2 separate regions of the Mus musculus genome follow, and region 2 is linked to region 1. The links are chromatin contacts, called in public Hi-C maps. All regions are on one chromosome and are shown on one strand. The core of a region is the stretch at or near the end of the contact, and the rest is flanking DNA. Distances in the headings are between cores, read along the strand shown. Region 1 has its middle 42 kb from the start of Pde7b. Region 2 has its middle 62 kb from the start of Gm33510.

What was found. Hi-C and Micro-C count contacts between places; a contact is called where the count stands out from the background.
Region 2: a Hi-C map of liver shows a contact between it and region 1, with 2.0 times the contacts expected there. The contact joins two enhancer-like sites. A contact is called at or near these places in 2 of 484 Hi-C or Micro-C datasets (liver and nephron progenitors) and 1 of 115 datasets of contacts at active chromatin or transcription factors (embryonic stem cells).

What each region holds. Positions count from the first base shown.
Region 1 is chr10:20,588,600-20,592,131 of GRCm38.p6, forward strand. It overlaps a transcript of Pde7b not described here. Among named protein-coding and RNA genes, the nearest start is that of Pde7b, 42 kb to the left of the region's middle. Within about 2 kb of position 1,787, at least 31 of the 459 cell types and tissues checked have an H3K27ac peak or open chromatin away from gene starts, as enhancers often do. A contact at or near this core is called in liver, where this site is marked.
Region 2 is chr10:20,774,643-20,778,537 of GRCm38.p6, forward strand. No RefSeq gene overlaps it. Among named protein-coding and RNA genes, the nearest start is that of Gm33510, 62 kb to the right of the region's middle. Within about 2 kb of position 2,564, at least 5 of the 459 cell types and tissues checked have an H3K27ac peak or open chromatin away from gene starts, as enhancers often do. A contact at or near this core is called in liver, where this site is marked.

The DNA of each region.
Region 1 (3,532 bases), core at 537-3,036:
TTTATCTTGTTTATCTGCCTATCTATCTATCTATCTATCTATCTATCTATCTATCATCCATCTAATCTATATCTATAATGAGTTACTCAATCTTTCTAAGTTCCTGCCCATTGACTTTAGATTTATGTAGAAAAACATGGTAGAAAACTTTGAACACCCGGAGAAGCCACAGCCCTGGACAGTCCAGAAAACTCCATTCATCTATCTCATCTAGCCTCAGAAAGTTTCCTTCAGTCTCCCCAGCTTAAGCAAAGAGGCAGATGGTACCGAGAAACAGTTAGGCTGTGGGGAAGGGCTACTTAGAAGGCTTTCATTATTGCCGGTGGGGATTTTCCTTACCTAGCAGCAAAAGGGCTAGGTTGTGAAAGGAAGGGGTTAATTTCATTCCAGCACACCTGAGACCTTGGTGATGTCCAGATGTCTAATTCCCTGAAGGAAGTCCATTTTGAAAGAGGTTACTCACAGTGGAACAAAGTTCCTTCCGTTCTCCGTCCTCTGTAGCCTTTGTGTGATTTCCCCTTGCATCTGTTTTATCTGTCTCTGTCTCTTTGTCTCTCTGTGTCTGTGTTTGTCTCTCTGTGTCTGTGTTTGTCTCTCTGTGTCTGTGTTTGTCTCTCTGTGTCTCTGTTTGTCTCTCTGTGTCTGTGTTTGTCTCTCTGTGTCTGTGTTTGTCTCTCTGTGTCTGTGTTTGTCTCTCTGTGTCTGTGTTTGTCTCTCTGTGTCTGTGTTTGTCTCTCTGTGTCTGTGTTTGTCTCTCTGTGTCTCTGTTTGTCTCTCTGTGTCTGTGTTTGTCTCTCTGTGTCTGTGTTTGTATCTGTCTGTCTCTCTCTCCATGTGAATGTATTAGGTTGAGGACAGGCAGGTAGGGTCATAGAAAGGTGAGACTCTCAGCTTTGTGTGGACACCAGGCACCTTATCTCAGTGTACCCTCACAGGGACCATTTTCATCCAACAACTCCAGAATACAGATTTATAACCATAGTAGGGAATCCTTTCCTCTTTCCTCTTATAAATCATCATCTGGCTTCCTATATGAATACTATACACATATGGAAATACATATGTGTATAGTAATTCCATATGGTAATACATATGGAAATATCTAGAATAAATTTGTATAAGACCCACCATGTGCTCAAATGTGGACATTGCTGGTCCTCAGGTTGGTCTTTTTAATTGGAAAATTAATACTAGCATTTGTCAATCAATTTCAGCAACTAGGTATGATTAACTGCTCAGAGTGCAAATGTCCATATCTCTTAGACTAGATGAAAGTCCTTTTCAATATTAACAGACCTGAGCTATGAGCTACTAAGTTCAAAGTCAACCTGAATATGTGCTGCCTTCTGAATGACATTACTGTAGGGTGTTTTTGCTTTTTGTTTTTTCTTTTTTAAACTAGGAGACTCCAATTTACTTCCAGGTCCTGTAATAAATAGCTTTGATGTCTTCGTCAGGGACCTGATATGCGTCATTCTCAACTCAAGCTTGCTGTGTTATCAACAGCCCTAGATGATGAACAGTCTTCCTGCAATTGTGTTCTTATTCAAAGCATTCCTCCTTCCCCCATTCGAGCTGGCCTTAGGTGGATGAAAGAATTGCCCAATGCACACTCTTAGGAGCATCTGGTTCAAAGAAAGATGGACCAAGCTGATTTGCTTTGTTTCTGTTTCTGCGGGTTTGCAGTGCACAGAGGAAGTCTGTTTCATAAGAGGTTACTGTCGGTGGGACTAAGTGCTTCTGGCTTGGCGAGTAAGCACTCACATATGGGAAATGAAGAAACCCGAGTAAACATTGAGTCTCCCCTGGCAGCAACCGCCCCTTTCCAAGATTTTCACGCCACTAGCAACATAAGGCAAAGTCCTGTAACATTTGGAAATGGATTCTGGGTGTTGCTACAAAAGATCAATACCTTTTTATCTTTAGTTGTCAGGGAGGCTCTGCAAGTCTACAGAGACCCACCAGTTTAAGGAGAGTAAGAGAAGTGCCTAAAGAATAGTTAGGAAGAATTTTACTGAACTGCTCACATTAGAGAGAGTTTCCCACTTAGGAAACTTCAATGCCTTGCCAACTTATTTAAATTGGACTTAAAACAATGTTTGCAGACTTTAAAATAAATTGAATAACAAGGGCATTGTGTTAGCCTTACATCAATGTGGAGAATCCAGGCATCTTACATGGCCCATCCTGTGGACCCCTCTGTTCACAGAATGAGCTAGCATTTCTTAGGAAATACATCAATTGATATCACACTCACCAAAATGTAATTTTAAGTGCAAAGGCTTAATATAACATTAATGCCTACGTGATTTTACATAGGAAATGGACAGGTCTCTTTGATCATCTTCTGTGATGGTTTACCTTGTTGACAAGCAGGATGGAGAATCACCCTAAATTCAGATTTCTGGCATGTGTGTGAGGAAGCACACTAGGTGACTTGGGGTGAAAAGACCCATTGTAACTGTAGGCAGCACAGTTCTTGGGATGGCTGTCCTGCACTGATTACAGGGAAGAGAGTGGGCCGAGTAGCTGTATTCCTTGCTCTTTGCTTCCTGGCTTCAGATGCCATGCAAGCAGCTGCCTCACTCTCATCACCGTGACCTCACGGCTGGGATGGACTGGCTCCTCAACCCGAGAGCCCAACGAGCCCCTTTCCCCTTAAGTGGTTCATGTTAGGTATTTGTCACAGCAGTGCCACAATGACTAACAAACTTCACTCCATTCTGAGTCGATTCAGCCCATGGTAGGTACAGCTAGCAATGACCCAGCATTGCGATCTGAATCCGTGGGTCCTTCAGACTTCCTGTAAGCTTGTACTTTTAATATTGCAGGACAGTGGGTGCAATGTCTGTCTGTTCTGTCATAAACATTTTTTTTTACTTACTAGAATAACTAAAACCATCCCACTCGATATTTATTTAAGTATACAATGTGCCTTCCTGAAGAAAAAAAATTACAAATATTTCATAGTTTTGATTAAAAGAGGTGACAAGTATCCAGGAGGCAGAAGAAGGGTACAAAATGGCATCTGTTACATTTGGCACAGGAAAAGAAAAGACCTTATCAGGTCTGGGAAGTGTGCCTGCTCATCTCCTATGACTTTGCTACATGTGATTTATAGAGCAGCAGCAGGAGCGTCACCTGGATGCTGATTAAAATGTATCCTTTCTGGCTCCATCCTAGATGTAATCAGATTTTGCATTGAAACAAGATAATCAAGTGATTTGTATGCATGTTACACTTTGAGAAACATGCGTCTCTTAATACTGAATTCCTCCAAGCGATGGTCATGAAACGCAGGAACTGCCCCCCAGCTGTGTCTGACTGGACAGATGATGCACACTAAAGGTTGGGCCAACTGGATTCTCTTCCTGAACTTTACCTTTTGGGTGGATTATGGAGTAAGGGGAAGAGACGGGGGAAAGAGACAGAAACAGATGTGAAAGTGTGGATGTAAGAGTCCAAGCCTACTCTCAGAGAAAAAGCAAACAAAGCAAGGGTTTACAGATGCAGAGGTAAGCTCTCTGTTTCT
Region 2 (3,895 bases), core at 1,314-3,813, 190 kb after region 1:
AGCTTACTGGTCAACCAGGCACTCCTAGGGTAGGGAAGATGCATCTCTACAGATTTCAGAAGCTCCTCCCCTTTCCAAGCCTCCCTCAACACTGTCAAATTCCCACATCTCAGTGGCTCTGAATTCAAAAGGAGGACTGCTGTATTGTGCGGGGCTTCCTTCTATACCATAGTCTAAGAAGTGATGCCAGGAAAGAGGCTGGTAGAATTTCAGAGCCCATCTCATGTTTCTGTCCTTTCAGGGATTAAAGCCCTGTTGTGCTTTTTCTTTGGTGTCTAAACATAATAGTCCACATATTTGGTCCAGTTTTAAGCTGCTTCTGGCAAGAGGCGTACTGTGACAGAGTTCCCTTATGTAGCTAGAAACAGAATTTATTTGCTCCATTCTTATTTAATCCCCAGCAACAACAACAAAAAAATCTATTTACAAATATTGTACTTTTAGATCTTGATGTTAAACCAAAGGAATAAAGTCCACAGCAAGCAGAAAAACTCTCTTATCTCTGTCATAGTCCCCAATACCACATACTGCTTAGAAGTTGATGCTATCTTAACAGTAAAATCATTTGAATGCTTGGCTATTTGCATGCAGATTCTCTTTTTTGTTCTTTTCTTCAGCTCTGGGAATATCATAGTTTTCTGTGTATGAGTATTAGTGTATAAATCAATAATTCCCTGCTTAATGAGATATTTAAAGGTTGCTCTAAGTCAATTTTGATTGTATACTAATTCATCCTAATATGCTAAAGTTCACTCCTAATTCCCAACTTAAAATGTGAATTTATTATTACATTTCCTTTGTCTATATTAAAAATTTATTATTTTTATTTTGATTTGTTTGCCATGTGGATCTATTCAAGGGCAATTCCGTCTTATGGAAGAGAGATGAAATGATCTTGAAAGAAAAATAAAACACAGAGAAAAATCTAGAACTAAATTATAGGCCTTACACAGAAAGAGCTCTCCCTTTCCAGACTAGAGTACAGAGAGTTTTAAGAATTTCCCTAGAAGTGCTATTTGACAATCTTCCACATACAGAGAAAAATGAACTAGGTTCATCTCAGGCATGCCTGAACATATTTGTGCCTTTAATTTTGGTTGGTGTTTCCCAGTAAAGTCTTTTTGATTGTTTCGACATCTGAGTCATTTTCTGTTGGGGGCTGGTTCCAATGCTTTGAATTAATCCAGCCCCCAAATTGGGAATCTGCATGTGTTAATGCCAAAGGTCCTTGTCCCAGTTGGGTTTTGACAGATCAATAAAGAGCCAACAGCCACTGCCTGGGCATGTAGACTGCAGCAGGACCTTTGGATTTTTCTGGGCTAGGAACTAGGAGTCAGAAAGAGAGAGAATTGCCTTGACTGGGAAGGGGCAGAAGGATGGGACCTAAGGGAAAGCTGCAGGAAAGAAAGGCAAGCCGCCATGGAAGAATTCGGGGAGGTGGCCTTTGGCCACTTCCCCATTGGGTGTGGGGTGGGAGAAGAAGGGTTAGGAGTCTCAGGAGTACTGGAGGAGAGGATTTGCTAGCAGGGGAAGGTTTAGGAGTGCCCAAACTTTGAGCTAGTCAAGCATGTCAAAAATTAACTGGTGTGTGTGTGTGTGTGTGTGTGTGTGTGTTCTGTTCACAAATCCAGATAGCTCCTAGCCAGGTGTGCACATGTGACCCACTGGGATACAGAGCAGTCAGCCAACTACCACTACAAATTTCAATTTTTATGTGTTAAAAGAAATTCTTAGGCTATGCCCAACTGCCCCTCCTCATCACCATATCAAGTCTGACCACTCCAGAGGAAACCTCTACTCCACCACAGGCCAAGTTAGCTCCAATAGTACCAAGTAAGTCCCTTCCCCACTCGGCCCACACCTCTGGTGGAAGACCTCTATTCCATCCATCAAAGACCATGCTTCCTCCCAGAACCCTCGCTAGGCTGCTCACAGGTGGACTGCCCTCCATCTCATTGTCTCCACAGCCTGCCTCCAATAAGCTCTCTCCCCGTTTTCACTAACTTCCGGCCCCGCAGCTCCTGTGGAGGACCCCAGCTATACACCAGAGGCCACACCAACAGACAGAACACCAGCTCACAACTTGAACAGAAATCCCCTGCCCAAAAAGAGGCCATCCTGGCCATCAGAAGTCCAGTTCCCAACTCGCACAGAGACCCTCCACTCAACCACAGGCCATTCTGGCCAAAAAAAAAAAAAAAAAAAAAAACAGAGAAAAAACAGGAACCAAGGAACAAAACACCCATGTAAAGGAGACAAACTCAGAAATTAGAGAAACTGCGGTCAGGATGAAATATATGGAAAACATAAAAATTAAGATAAAGAGAAACTAATTAGATTTAATGATCTTCCTTAGTACATTATTACATACTTAAAAAGTGAAAGAAAACCTTAGGGGATAGGGAGAGGCTCAGTCAGTAAGGTGTTTGCCACACATGCATGAGGACTTGAGTTCAATCCCAGCACCGGCTACCTACTTTGCCCTCTCTCAAATATGCTCATCTGGAGAGTCACGATCCTCCAGCATAGAAAGTCCGTGTTTAAAGAGTTCTGTGTTGGACACGGTAGCGACATCTGATTGGAAACGTGCCAAGTTTCCTGTGACAGAGCTACAATTGGCAGCAGCATGCATGGCTAAATATTTGTGGCAAGGCTAATGGGAAGTCTTAGAATTTAATAAATTTCAAAATGTTACGAATACATTTAACTTATGGAAATGAATTTTTCTAAGCAATAAAAATCACTGATTTGAATATTGCTTTCTGAAATCCATATTAAGCCCTAGTTGAAGCATCATGTGTTCTGCTTTGTAGAACCATAGCTATATTTCATTCTCTGCTGGAAAGTACATTGTAGATGTACTTAGTCCTATTTGCCTTAAATGCCTCCAAGATTAGAATTCTCACAGCCAGGAATTGTAATCCCATCTATTTTTATTTGCTTATTTATTCTGAGGAAAATGGCAATGCTATTTTTAATGTGTTCAGAAGAAGCAGTTTTTGTGTGCACAATATTTTTAAATTTCTTTTATAAAAACTGCAAAACATTTACAGTCCCAAGACTATTTCTATGAACTGTTGCATTTGGAAAAGAAAAAAAAATATTGTGGTGGTTTGGGTGGGTATGGCTCCCCATAGGCTCATATGTTTGAAGCCTTGGTGGAACTGTCAGGGAACAGTGAGGAGGTGTGACCTTGGAGGAGTTGTGTCACTGGGGATGGGCTTTTAGGTTTGAAAAGTCTTTGTTCCATTCCCAGTCTCTCTCTCTCCCTCTCCCTCTTCCCCTCCCCTCCCCCTCCCTCTGCCTTGTCATTCTGGATCAAGATATGAGTTCTGTCTTTGCTCTAGCACTGTGCCTCCCTGCCTGCCACCACGATCCCCACCATGAAGATCATGGACTCTCCCTCTGGAATTTTAAGCCCCAGATAAACTCTTTCTTCTATAAGTTGCTTTGGTCATGGTGTCTTATCACAGTGATAGAAAAGTAAAAAGGACAGACATTGGAAGAGGTTTTCTCACATATTTGCAATTTTATACTAATTTAAAAAGAAATTGTCCCATATGGTTTTGAAGCATTTAAAAATGCAGTCAAGTCACCAGTCATGGGAAGGTGCTTGTCTTGCCACCACGCTGTGATAATTAATCTTGATGTCAACTTCATGGGATTTAGAAACACTATGGAAAAAAATCTTTAGGCAAGTCTATGAGGGATTATCTCAATTGAGGTAGGAGACTCACACTAAATATGGGAGCCACTATTCCATGGGCTAGTGTCCAAGGACTGAACTGAAAAGAAAAGATCCTGACTGGAGGAGCTATGTGACCAACTTCTCTCTGTGTCTCCACTTGCTTCTCTGTAGGTCAAAATAGACCTTCCTTCCTTAAAATGCTTGTGT